Regions from separate parts of the Zea mays genome. Here region 2 is linked to region 1. Evidence: chromatin contacts called from public Hi-C data. All regions are on one chromosome and are shown on one strand. Each heading gives the region's core, a stretch centred on a gene start, on an enhancer-like site or on the middle of the called end of the contact. The rest is flanking DNA. Distances are from core to core; before and after follow the strand shown. Region 1 has its middle 79 kb from the start of LOC100502532. Region 2 holds the start of LOC100274552 (F-box protein AFR).

What was found. A called contact is a pair of places that touch in the nucleus more often than the background predicts.
Region 2: a contact with region 1 is called in a Hi-C map of leaf, with 7 times the contacts expected there. The contact joins the promoter of LOC100274552 here to the enhancer-like site in region 1. A contact is called at or near these places in 5 of 25 Hi-C or Micro-C datasets (bundle sheath, ear, leaf and 2 more).

The regions. Positions count from the first base shown.
Region 1 is chr9:112,461,899-112,468,255 of Zm-B73-REFERENCE-NAM-5.0, reverse strand. No RefSeq gene overlaps it. Among protein-coding and RNA genes, the nearest start is that of LOC100502532, 79 kb to the left of the region's middle. Within about 2 kb of position 3,960, at least 17 of the 20 cell types and tissues checked have an H3K27ac peak or open chromatin away from gene starts, as enhancers often do. A contact at or near this core is called in bundle sheath, ear, leaf and 2 more, where this site is marked.
Region 2 is chr9:112,646,187-112,653,068 of Zm-B73-REFERENCE-NAM-5.0, reverse strand. It overlaps LOC100274552 (F-box protein AFR), which reads right to left and starts at 2,451. Exons shown (of 1, transcript NM_001148907.1): 1 at 720-2,451. The coding sequence starts at 2,348. The coding sequence ends at 1,164. LOC103638863 (a long non-coding RNA gene) reads right to left here and starts at 12. Exons shown (of 2, transcript XR_559070.2): 1 at 1-12. It also overlaps the pseudogene LOC100381871.

The DNA.
Region 1 (6,357 bases), core at 2,711-5,210:
GTACGGATTTTTAATGAGTATATATATTTTTCACGGATATAGATTTGATATGGCAAAACCCAGCGAGTTTATACCTGTTGCCATATCTAGGTGTCACTGGCCTACGAAGGTTTATATAAAGTGAATTAATAAACTGCCCTTTATTTTTCCATAAAACGGAAAATAGTTGAATATATATATATATATATATATATATAGTTACCGACTCTGTGTATTTTGGTATTTCTGTACATTTTTTCTCGCCGTTTCCTGTTTTTTCAACTCCAGATCTCTATTGATGTATGATCTATATTTTCTCTAACCATTGAACTTAGTAATTATTGAATATAGGCCAAACATTGAGAGAGACAAAAGAAAAAAAATTGACGGCGGGCCTCAAACATTTCAATATGAGCAAAATCATCATTGTGGCCTTTCCAATTAATTTAATTTCACTTTCAAAAATCTCTTTAGCATAGATCTATTTCACTGCATCCTTCGCTTGAAACCCTGAGGTGCATGAAAGGCCATGTTGCGGAGATAAGTGCAACAATACGAGCTTTTATGTTATCTCCAGGCACTAACATGCTTGCATATCTATTTTTGGAGATCACGTTTAATACCATTCACCCTCAACGTAGCATAGACGAGACACGAGAACGCGGCTCAGCCTCTATATGGCCTAATGGAGTGTTTGGTTTGTGTAATTACTCCATCTAAATAGATGCGGTGTATTATGGGTTCATATTTCTTAAATTTGGTGGAATACCTCAATTCCTCAAATTAATATTAATTAACTAACTATGAGAAATAATATGGTGATAGATTAACACATTTTATTCAACAAACCAAACAAAAACAGTCAGACCCAACATTCTAACTTCATTACATGTCTATATGTACAGCAGTACAGCAGTACATACGTATGCGCTCTCTGCTGAAAGCGTACACACGCGCGTGCTGCTCTGCTGCCGCTGGGCATAGCAGCAAGCACGAGACCACAGGTGGGTCGGCCGGTTGGGCCCTTGTGGTCCCCACACGCCATTATCACCACGAATCAATCGTACAGATGGCGGTCGGACGGACCACACAACCAACAAACCAGAAGGTGGTCATACCTTCTTCCCTTTTGCCCGTAGGCACAAGTTGTGGAGTGTTGGTTAGATCACACATGTAAAGACTCATCATCATCAACTACATATAAATAAATATATCTGCGTATTCAGCCTTTTTTCCTGCCCCCTCTGTTCCTCCGTGCAGTCTTAAGATAAAATATATATCATTCCATGTACAATCACGTTGGTTGTTGGTAGTGGTAGATGGAGGAGGAGCTTCTATTATCTGATGTAGAAAAAACGGATTTAGGGTGCCGTTTGATTCACGTATCGGTAATATAATAGATGAATAACTGATAACGTTAGATCATATTTGTTTAGAACCAACAGTAATCAGATAGCATATTAGGAACTAATACCGACCTATTCAAATTTGTTATCATTGTTACTCGAGTTTGAATAATTACCGTTATCATTTACGTTACATTTCGTGAACCAAACGACACCTAGGTGTTGTTTGATTCATATAATTGTAACGTGATGTGTAACAGATCACGTTAAACCATGCTTGTTTAAGTCCAACCATAATAAGATACCACACTGGAAATTGATATCGGCTTACTCAAACTTATTACCGTTGTCACTCGAGTGTGAATCATTACCCTTGTCATCCATGTTACAATTCGCGAACTAAAAAAGACCTTATAGCCCCAAGGCAGCTAGGAGTCGTTGGAGCTCCATTTGAAAGGTCATAGATGCCTTCTGTCCATGGACGCACCGGACAGGAAACAATGTCGATTTCCTTCCTTTTCTGGCGAAACCGACCATTGCAGCCACGACGCTCGTGGCACATGGCGAAGTCCACGCGTCACCCGTTGATTGCGTTGCCGACCGTTGGCGTGGGCGCGGCTGGCATACCGGACAGTCCGGTGAATTATAGCCGCGACGCGCTGAACTTTTCCCGAGAGCGGCTGTTCGCTAGGGGAGCCAGCCTGAGCACCGGATAGTCCGGTGCACCTCAGTCTAGCTGGACTCAGCCAAACTCTTCCAATTCAATTTCTCTCGTTTTAACAAGGCTCCTAGCACTTAGTAGAATAATATTAGTACCAAAAACAATTTACTAAATCTAGAATCATACCTTGATTTTCCATTTGCATCTATTTGACACTTAGCACAAAACAATATATGTTGAACATCGAATAACCAAAATATTTATAGAAATGACCCAAGGGCACATTTCCATTTCACAGTCTGACTTGTTAGTGTGGACAATCAAAGATTATATCAGTTCGAGCGAGAGTTCTAATTTGTTACGATATCTTGTTCAGACTAAGCTCCAACTCTGCTTAGTAAAAAAAAAGATAAAGCAAGGAGAGCTAGCGTTTAATGGGTGCTTTGTAAATTTAAACTCTAGCTTTTATAAGCTGCTCTATCATGAAGTCTATGGAGCCAAAAAGCGATCTCAAAGAACCTTCATAGTCTCATGCATTACGGGCTCACTAGTTAGTTGCTTGTAAATTGCTAAGGTCTTTATATATATCATATCATATAGATAGATCTAGTTTAAATAAGATATTTATTAAAATATGGTTATATTTTTTGTATTTTAAAATTATTAGTATGTACTTTTACATTCATATAACATAAATAGACATGAGTTGTAATGGTAGAAACCGAGCACTTAAAACTAGTGGGTAGCATTCGAATCCCTACACCCTATTTTTAAAATATTTATTTCTCGTCGTAGAGAAAATTTATTCGCTCATTGTATTAAGTAAAGATAAAGATTTGATTCTCTCTGGGGTGGGAGAAGTAACCAAATGAAAGCCAGATAAAAAGTCTCGCCTCACGGCATGGCTCACAAGCACCAATATTAATATAACAATAACAATTGCAATAGAACGGGGGTAGTTATACCAGAAAGGTGGGTGAGAATGGAGACAGGATCATGAGGAATGAATGATAGTACTAGTGTTGACCAGATCTGGATCACCCCATCAGGCGATCACGTACCAAGTCACTAGCTATCACAGGAGTGCTCCAGCTTGATGCGCGATTAATCGCATAGAATAATCTGTGACTCGGAGAAATGGCGATGAGCGCAGGCAAGCAATGTGGCCATGCCCGCGACAGGTGGCCTCCCTGTCTGTCGTGCCAAGTGACCAGGCATATGGCTCCAAGCTCCACGAGATTCGGACAGACATAAAAGAGGCCCAATAATTGAGGGGAGCTCACGATCCCTGGCTTCCAAGTCACATGCATACATCGACAGAGACAGATACAAAGGCCGGCCGAGTGATTGATCAAATAGACGGCTCCTGCCTGCACCCAAGAGCCGTTCTAAGTTTGTTTCACAGTCTTGCCCTTGCGTTGGCGATAAGTGATGGCTAGGATCCGCTGTCTGCGCGACCTACATATAAGGGGGTGAGGGTCTAGGCCTCGCTTATTTCTTTATTGTAAGTATTAGTGTCTAGATTTTTTACCATTAAATCTTCTGCTGAACCTAACTAAAATGTCCTCGCTCTAATATTTTGGTGTCTATCCTTAGAAGTGTGCCTTCATTTTTGTTTTGTTCTGGGTCTGTCCCTGTTTGCGCCCATCTTGGCATGCATGGCGTGTATACCTGTCCGTGTCAGGCTTTGTTCGATTATTTCTTTTTCACATTGATTGAAGGATTGAAGCGGACTAAGATGTATTGAAGCAGATTTTAACTTGCTATAAATTTAAACTGACTTAATTATATCCAATCCATATGAATTAACATCTAACCGACCCAGTCCTGAGGTGGATTATTGTTAAGAAAAGAAAGAAAGCAAAAGAGCCGGCAGATGCTTTTGGCAACACAGCAGCCGATGGTTGAGCCCAGGAGGCCCGGAGAAGTTGAGAATTGAGATTGAGAGCAGAGAGAGAAGCCCATCGTCTTGTGACTGCCGCGCTCGCATGCTGCCTTGAGTCGACATGCAGCCCAGGCACAGCAGCAGGCCCTCTATACTGCAGTAGCCTGCATGCCCTCCGAATTTTTTGCATTTTGGTCCTTTATCGGAAAAAAATTCACGTTTGGACCCTAGAAAATTTTAATGTCATTTTTGGACCCTTTACTCGGCGCCGTAGCCTGTGGCGCCGAGGTAACACAGCTCGGCGCCATAGGCTATGGCGCCGAGGTACGTGTTGCGTTGGCACAAACGGATGTCGTGGCGCCGACGTGGTGCCGAGCTCGGCGCCATAGATTATGGCGCCGAGCTCTATTCTATACAGAAAACTTATCTAGCTTAGTTGGTAAAATACAAGACCCTTAACCTTATGGTTGCGGGTTCAAGCCCCATGGTGGGTGGTTTTTTTTAATACTTTTTGTCTTTGTCACTTTTTTGTTTTTTTTGTTGTCCATATTTTTTGTTTATGTCGCTGATTTGTTTGTCCTGATTTATTTCTCATCCAGTTTTATTTTTGTGACTGATTTGTTTATTCGTCCAAATTTTTTTATCCGGCGAGCACAGCAGCTGTGTGCCACAGTGCTCACAAGCCGTCAACTTCTCCCCTTGTTTGCTCAGCTAACCACAATAAAAATCAAATGAGAACACTCTTACTTCAATCGTGATCAAATAAAAATATTATATTTTCATTGAGTTCTTTTGAACATAAATTTTAAATACATAATAACATATTCCCAGTAAAAAGAAGCACACATAATCATCTTTTTTTCTTCTGCACTAAATAAAAGTATACTCCATTATATACTTGTCTCATGGATGATATATTTTAGAATTTACTGCATATACAGCTGTTGTGCTCGCAGGATAAAAAAAATCTGGACGAATAAACAAATCAGTCACAAAAATAAAACTGGATGAGAAATAAATCACGACGGATAAATCAGCGACATAAACGAAAAATATGGACAACAAAAAAATGTGACAAAGACAAAAAGTATTAAAAAAACACCCACCGTGGGGCTCGAACCCACAACCACAAGGTTTAGAGCCTTGTATTTTACCAACTGAGCTAGACAAGTTTTCTGTACAGAATAGAGCTCGGCGCCATGATCTATGGCGCCGAGCTCGGTACCACGTCGGCGCCACGACATCCGTTTGTGCCAACTCAACACGTACCTCGGCGCCATAGCCTATGGCGCCGAGCTGTGTTACCTCGGCGCCACAGGCTACGACGCCGAGTAAAGGGTCCAAAAATGACATTAAAATTTTCTAGGGTCCAAACGTGAATTTTTTTCCGATGAAGGACCAAAATGCAAAAAATTCGGGCATGCCCCCCGCCCCGGACTTGTGCTGCAGCACATGCATGATGCATGCTTCGGCCGGCAAAACAGACAGGTAGATAGATCCATAGAGGATAGAGCTATAAATCAACTAAGGCGTCGTTCGTTTCGGCCGGAACGGCCTATTCCCGGCCTCTTTCTGGGCGGGATGAATCAACCCGACTTAGAATCCGGCCCAGTCTGTTAGAGCCGTTCGTTTTAATCTGGACCAGAAACAGATCCACCTGATTTGAATTCCCTTCGCTTAATTCTTGGTCTGGAACGAGTCCTGGTGAGCTACCTCCCGGATTGGTTCCTGGGCTAGTGACTAGGAATTAGTGACAACACATGTATCACTTGATCCTGGGCTGCTTTCGATCCTGGCCTGGTTTGGACGCTGGCCTGCCGAACGGGCCTAAGTGTTAAAGGCCTTCATCTTTCAAAGATCATTAAAACACTAATTAATCATTGTTTTCTAATACATCTCTAAAAAGTATCACAGGTGCTTTAGTAAAAACCACCTTCAAAATGAATCAAACAAATATGAAAGTACATTTCTACTGGCGGACAAAACTGATCTCCGACCGAGGCAACATACAAAGAAGCTTCGCCTGTGCACGCAAGTGACAAATGTGTTAGCTGAAGTCGATAACTTTAGCAACAACAGAAGAACTTCGAACATAAGCCAGACGAGAAGCTACCAAACAACGGGGGCTAACCCGTGCAACCGAGGATGGAATAAATACATTATTGCCCTGATGTCATTTGTAAACAATGTGTGTAAAACCTTAAGGGGCATGATTGTAATTCTGTGCAAAGACGGTTCATTTTCCATATAAATAGATGAACAATGCCCTGCATAAAGCTCCAAAACCTTTTGGAGGGTCATCACTCCGTTTTACTTAGCCTACGAAGAACCTTTGTGCCACCCTGTGTGCGGGAGCTGAAGGTGTGCTTGTACACTCATTTATCAGGAGAAATAAAATAAAATACTAAAGCATATGAGATGAGTTGAATAAGAAGTTCCACTTTGTGGCTTTCATGTTGTTTCATTATGTTCCTTAGTGTTAAATC
Region 2 (6,882 bases), core at 1,202-3,701, 190 kb before region 1:
GTGCCTCATGTGTTATATAGCCCATGGTGGCTTCGGCTATACACCACAAGCTACTCTTTTTGTAGAAGCCAATGGTTGTCTTGTGACGCAAGCCAATGTCTTGCGGGACAAGACGGTACCAATCTTGTTTATAAAGTGCAATTTTGTAACAATGCACATAGTAGACAAGAAATATAGTACATTTTAAGCATAATTGTACAATTTACTAACATGTTTAAGAATTAAAATTTGAACTAATATGTTTCAATTAAATGACCGCGTACAATTTAAACGATCGGATATATGTGTTATTCAATAATTATTATTTTCTTCAATTAATAATACCGCACGTTGCATTTAGGTAGAAAGTTAAAAGAAGAATGAATAAATAAGGTAGTGGTGTATTTAGATATAAATGACGAAATTTAGGGAATGTTATTATAGAAATAGAAATAAAAAGAATATAAAGATAGGATTACTAAGAGAGAATATTTATGTAGGGCTAATTTGCGAGTTCAAAATCGAAGGAGATTAGAGGGGTTAAAATTCATTTCTTATTTAAAATTGGATAAAAACGCAATTTTAGTTCCTACAATTTACTTCGATTTTGTGGATGACAACTAGTCTAGAGGAAAAGAAATTTAGAGTACATAGGTTGAGAGGCTTACATCACGTTCTTTTGCAAGCTGGAACTGAGGTCAGTTTCAAATCATTACATCACATTTTTTTGATTTTGGTTTCTTCTCCATTGTTTCTCAAAATACAATACCAATATATAATATATACACAGGTACAAGAAAAACCTCAAATCAAAACGGAAAGAAAAATAATCCGTCCTGCCTGCTCGCTTCCTCCTTTGTCCTTTCCCCGAGGTGGAAAAGACTTCTCAGCCTCTTCCAAGTCCCATCACTGCTCGCTCACAGACTGGTCCCACGTGGCGAGACTGTGCTGCCTGTGACTGTGAATACATGTGCTTGCGCATCCGGAAAATCCATCTGGGCAGTCTGGCAGCAGGGCACTCGCTCCTGCCGGCGAGACGCTGGAGCAGTCAAGTTTCACTGACATGTGGACCAGCCAGGGGCGACGTGATGTGGCTCGGGGCTTGTGGACCCGTGTGGGTGCGCGGAGTGGGCCGAAACGTCTTGGTTCGGCGATGCAGATGTTTGTTCTACCCGAAGGCTGGGTCATGCGTAGAGGACCTGTGCGTTGCAGGGCGCGAGCCCGACGAACTCGGTGGGGCCCTTGACCACCTCCCACTCCACCACTTCCTCCTCGACGCCGTGGACGCCGGGTGCCGCGGCGGTGTCTGAGGCCGAAACAGTGCCCACGGCGACGTCCAGCCCGGCGCCAACAACGTATATCCTTCGCCTCCCACCGGCGACCTCCCCGATCTCCCCGGCGACGACGTGTGGCCGGCGCACCTCGGGGGGCACCCCGCTGCCGGCCACCATCCGCCACTCGTCCCGGGCCTCGTCGTACTGCTTCAGCCGCCACTCCCCGTACTCCGCCACGATGTACATCCGGCCGCCGGCGACGGCGCAAGAGCCCGTCCACCCCTCCCGCATCCCGCGCGCCATCTCGCACCACGAGTCCGTGGCGGAGTCGTACACGGCGCCGCGCGGCGCGCGCTCGAACGGCCACGCCCACCCCTCCGTCACGTACAGCTTCCCACCCGCCGCCGCCGCGTCGTACCACGCCACCGCCGCGCCCCGGCGCGGCGCAGCCGGCGACCACCGCCCGGCATCCGGGTCGAACACCTCGGCCTCGCCGTCCTCCCCGGCCACCACCACCCGCCCTCCCACCTCCCCAGCCGCCATGTACCCGCGGGGCGTCCGCATCGCCGCCGCCTCCTCCCATCCGTTCCGCGCGGCGCTGTACACGGCCACGCTCGTCACCGCCTTGTCGCTGCCCTCCTCGACGCCCCCAATCACGTAGATCTCGCCGCGGCGGGGGAGCCCCACCACCGCAAACGACCCGGCCGCGGCGCCGCCGGGCACCGGCGGGAGCAGGAGCCACCTCCTCGAGAAAGGGTCGAGCGCCTGGCACTGGAGGCGTCGCGACACAGGGTCAAACGCGAAGGCGAAGAGGAAGGGCAGCGATAAGGACAACGAGCCCATGGCTGCGCTCCCCGCGCCAGCCCCCGCCCCCTCCGCGGGAGTGAACAGCAGCGGCTTGGCAGGGGAGTCGGTGAGGAAGCGGTTCCAGGTGGAGGAGACGGTGCGGAAGAGACGGTGGTAGAGGAAGGGCAGGTGGAGGAGGCACTTCTCGGCCACCTCTTCCGGCAGGCCCGGGATAAGCTCCACGACCTCTTCCCCCTCCCCGTCACCGGCGTCCAGCACCTGCTGTTTGCTCATGGACGAGAAGCTCATAGTGGCGGGGCCGAGTGGCGCGCGATTGTTCGGTCGAATTTGGCGCGATCCGCTGCACCCCGCTGTGGGTGTGGGGAAGCTCTCTCGGTCTCGGTTCGGCTTGGTGATGGGGAGAGATCTCTGATGGGGAATGGAAGGGAAGCGGGGTCGGCGGGAATTTATAGAGGTGGGTGGGTCGGTGTGTGAGCGTGAGGGTTTGGACCCTGGACGCGCAGGCTGTCCGAGGCACCGATCTCACCGGTAACGATGGTTCGATGGCGAGAGGTTGGGTGAGGCGGGGCCATGGTGACTGGTGGCAAGTGCTGCGGCGCCGGAGGACATGGCTAACATGGCGGTGTCGGCGCTGGAGGCCTCTCTCGGCAGAGCGTATCCGCGGACAGCGCGCGCTGTGCCAGTGTGCGCAGCAGCAGAGAGAACGTATCGGAGGAGCGGCAGGCGCGCGCGTGCGCATGTGCGCCGGGAGTCTGGTGCTGCGATCGGGCGTGCAGTGCACAGACAGGGGGCGCGCGGGTTGAGGACGGGGCGCGCATGCGGCATGCGCGCCGCGCGTGGTGGGGGCGGGGGATCGCTTGCCTCGTCTTTACGGGACACTGCGATCCGAGGCGGGAGCGCGCAGCCACTCGAGCCGAGGCGGTGCCGCGCTCGGGGAGGCAGCCCAGCGCGGGGTGCTCGCGCGTGCAGCCCAGCGGGGGCCAGCAGATCGAGCATCGCGCGACGATGGTGGGTGGGTGGAGATGATCAGGCGCGGGGCGGTGTAGGTGCGTGCCGACATCCCATGCAGCCAACGCAGTGCCCCAGCCCCCAGGGTAGGCCGATACCGGAGCCCCGCGCCACCCAACGCCAGCGACAGCGACGCCGCGGACTCCTCCTCGCCCTCGCCGACGCGCACGGTGCGTTCCTGGAGGCGCTGCTCGACCTAAGGTGCGGCCACGGCGCACTCTGGCTGTGCGACACGGCGGGCGCCCAGCGGCACGCTGAGAGTGACCTTGTCCGCCTCGTGTCCTCCGCGCGCGCCGGCGTCAGGCTCCCGCAGGCGGCGGTGCCCGTGGCGCCAGCCAGCGAGCGAGGAATAGCACTTCCTGTTGGCCATAGATGGCGATGAAAGCCAACTGCATCGTCCGCACCTTTCCCCTACGTTGCCCGCATACGCTCTGTAGTGGCGGACCATGGCCTCCCGCTTCACCTGCAGGGCGCCGCCGACCGAGCGCGCCTGTGGCAGGAGCCGCTCGCTCAGACCAGATTGGCGCCTCTTCAGCAGCGTGACTTCTGTCCTTCAAGCTATGAAGGTGAGTCACATGCCCTCTTCCTCATCAGATTGTTCGGGTTATATGCTTTGCTTTGTTTTTCTTTTTGTTTGTATATGATGCCCGACAGCTCGTTGTGTTCATATCTGATTCCAGGGCTTCATCTGTATGCTAAAACTGCATGATTATAAAAGATGTTATCCTGGATCTAAATCGCCTAAATGAAAAGTATTAACTTAAACCTGAATTGGAAATTGATGTTGCGATAGTTTTTGAAAACTTCACTAATTAGTTTATTTATATCTTTTCTCACTCCGGATCTGTGCAGTCCACAAATCTCATAAAATTTACAATATTGCTAGACTAAGTTCATTGAATCTGGACAAATTCATGATTATGTATCTGCTAAAATAAATCCATGCTATTTAGTAAGGTCATTATCATGTTGCCTCTTGCATTACATTTAGATTATTTAAGATTGTGGATGCTTGTGTCATACTGTAACTGTAACTGAAACAATAGCTGTGCAGAAACATAGAAAGGTTATCTGCAACTGCGAGACACAAGCATTTCCTATGGCATGACAGGGACACGTATTTGGGCAGTGGTGGTTCATGGCCGAGGCACAGTTCCACGACCAGGGCGACGTGCACAACATCGCCATCGAGTGCAGTGGTGGTGTGAGGACGTGATACCGATGTGGAAATTACTATTGCCATCGACGACGAGAGCACTTTACTAGATCTTCTTAGGTAAATTTCTTACATTCTGTTGGTTAATTGGTTGGTTCTTATATTGTTTATAATGTTCAGTTGTGTGACAAATGTTGTAGCATAAATAAATAACTATAAACTTCTCCCCTGATTACTATGTCTAAAGACCATCATAAATTATGATATTTAAAATGTAATTAGTCAAGAAAGTGCAAAACCTATCATATAGCTGCCTTAACTTCTCAAGAAAAGCTTAAAAAATGACAGGCACAATGCAGGCATATCTGATATGAGAAGTGGAGGACGTCCTGGGCTCCTAAGGATTTCTGAGTGCTTGTTTATGAAGCCTTCATATATTGTTGCATAATACACCTACTTCTGTAGATGACTAATATCTTTTTTTCCGAGTGGCAAAGAGCTTAACTTTAACATTATGCTAGGATAACTTACTAATTTGTTCTTTACAAGTTGTTTTGTTCTGACTGATGTTATAATGATCCATTCAACTTATGTTAAGCTACAAGCACTGAAGCACCACCATATAGTTTCATGAAAAAAACTTCATTTGAAATGTTTGGCATCTTTATTTATATATGTCTAGGTCATCTATAGATCATTTTCACTTTAGATGATCGACAATCTCTTTTTTATATAGCATACAACAGCTTTTGGTTGAGGGGCCTATTCTCGTTCATGAACCAAATCCAGTAGTTAATGCAATTACAATTGGTGTTGGTTTTGTTGTATTTCAATGAGTTTCATGTTCTCTTGCCTGATCTCATATTTTTTATATGTTGTGGATATTGTGAGATAAGAAGAGGAAACTGAACGATGGGCACACTGCGGGTGATCAGGTGGCAGCGATGTGAGGACGGTCAGCATGGCCATGGAGATGCTGATGAAGCCTAGGTTGGTCATCCTAGATGAGCCCACCATTGGTTTGGATAGGTATGCACTTCTATTTCATCTCTTTTGGAAGCTACCGTTTGCTAGAGTGACTCATTTGCCACAAAAAAATAATAATATATGCAGTGCTTCAACACTGCTAAGGTTGGTGAGAGACAATGGTCGAACAGTCATAGCCAAGAGCCCAAGATGAATCCAGACTGGGAGTGTTAGTACTTATTTTATTGAGTTGACTAATAATTCTGTTATCTTAAAAGGATTATTAGAACCTTCCTCGTGATCTTGAAAGAAAAACCCCCAGACCAGCTTTGTTTAGGATGCAAATATATGCGCTCAGCTTTTTTTGGAAGAAATATCTGTGCTAGTTACCAATGACATTTTTTATTTAATTATATACTCTAGGTTCCAAATTATAAGTCGCTGTGACTTTTTTTTGGTACATCTAGATACATAGCAATACACAGCAAAATCGATGTACCAAAAAGTTAAAGTGTCTTATAATTTGCAATGGGAGGAGTATAAGAATGTCTCTCTTTTGTTTCAGAAACTCTTTCAGGCATGAACTAACTGTACTGGAGAAGGTTCGACACTGTACTATGTTGTTCAGTTCGTCGGAGCTGTCACTCAGGACATACCTATGATGATTGTTTCTGAACTCCATGAAGAGGTATATAGCACCATGGCTTTTTCCCATGGCAATCGAAGTTAATATAATCTTAAGACCAAGTAATTTTAAGTATGGCACTATTTATTAGTGTATATGAAAATTGTTCTCTGATGGGTTGACTTCATTCTTTTTCCTGTGAACTCAAAAAGACTTATGAGATGTATCCAGAAGAAAGCAAAGTTACGTGCGCAAAAGGTGCTAAGAAATGGCCTTGATATTTCCAGGTACTTCTAGGTTCTGGCCCCGACAAGGGCTGAAGAATCCAAATATGCATCATATATGAATAGCTCTTTTACAGTTTCAGAAAAAAGATAACAATGCACATGCTTGCTATCAATGTTTCTTGCTGTTGCCTTTACCACGTGGAAACCAGACTCCATCATCCCTGGCATGACGGCATAACCTAACTCTATCAGTGCAAACCAGGCCCCATCATCCTTGGATTAGATGGCTTGTCTGCCCACCTCTCAGGCTCCTTGACCAGAGAGGTCATCTCAGCGGGTGGCTAATTCTACTTGGCGACTAAGGACGCGAGTGCCCCTGGTGTCCAGTGTTTTAAAGGCGTCGCCTAGGCGTCCAGGCGCTCAAGCAATTCGAGGCGCCTTGCTCGCCTACCTTGCCTAGGCGTCCAGGCGGTGGCCATTTTTCTTGCCTCACCATACCACCTTAAGAACCATGCTGGTGTCAAGGATGATGGGGTGCTGCACCATGTTTGTTGGAATGGCATTGTCTCTAATTGGTCTGATTGACCTTGTGATGGTGGAGGAGTCGATGGACACAGTGGCTGATGCACCTCAAGGGACAGGTTGCATTGCTATTGCATTGACCAACCTACATGTTCACGTCTGTTTAGCACCTTGTTCTGCCTATTTGCTTTGATGCAGTGCATGGTTCGAAGAGCTTCACAAGCAGAGTTCAGAGAGTTGCTGAATTGAAAAGGGGAATTGGAGAAGTCAGAAAATTCTATCGGGTCAGCACCAATCTGTTACCCCTTATCTCAACTT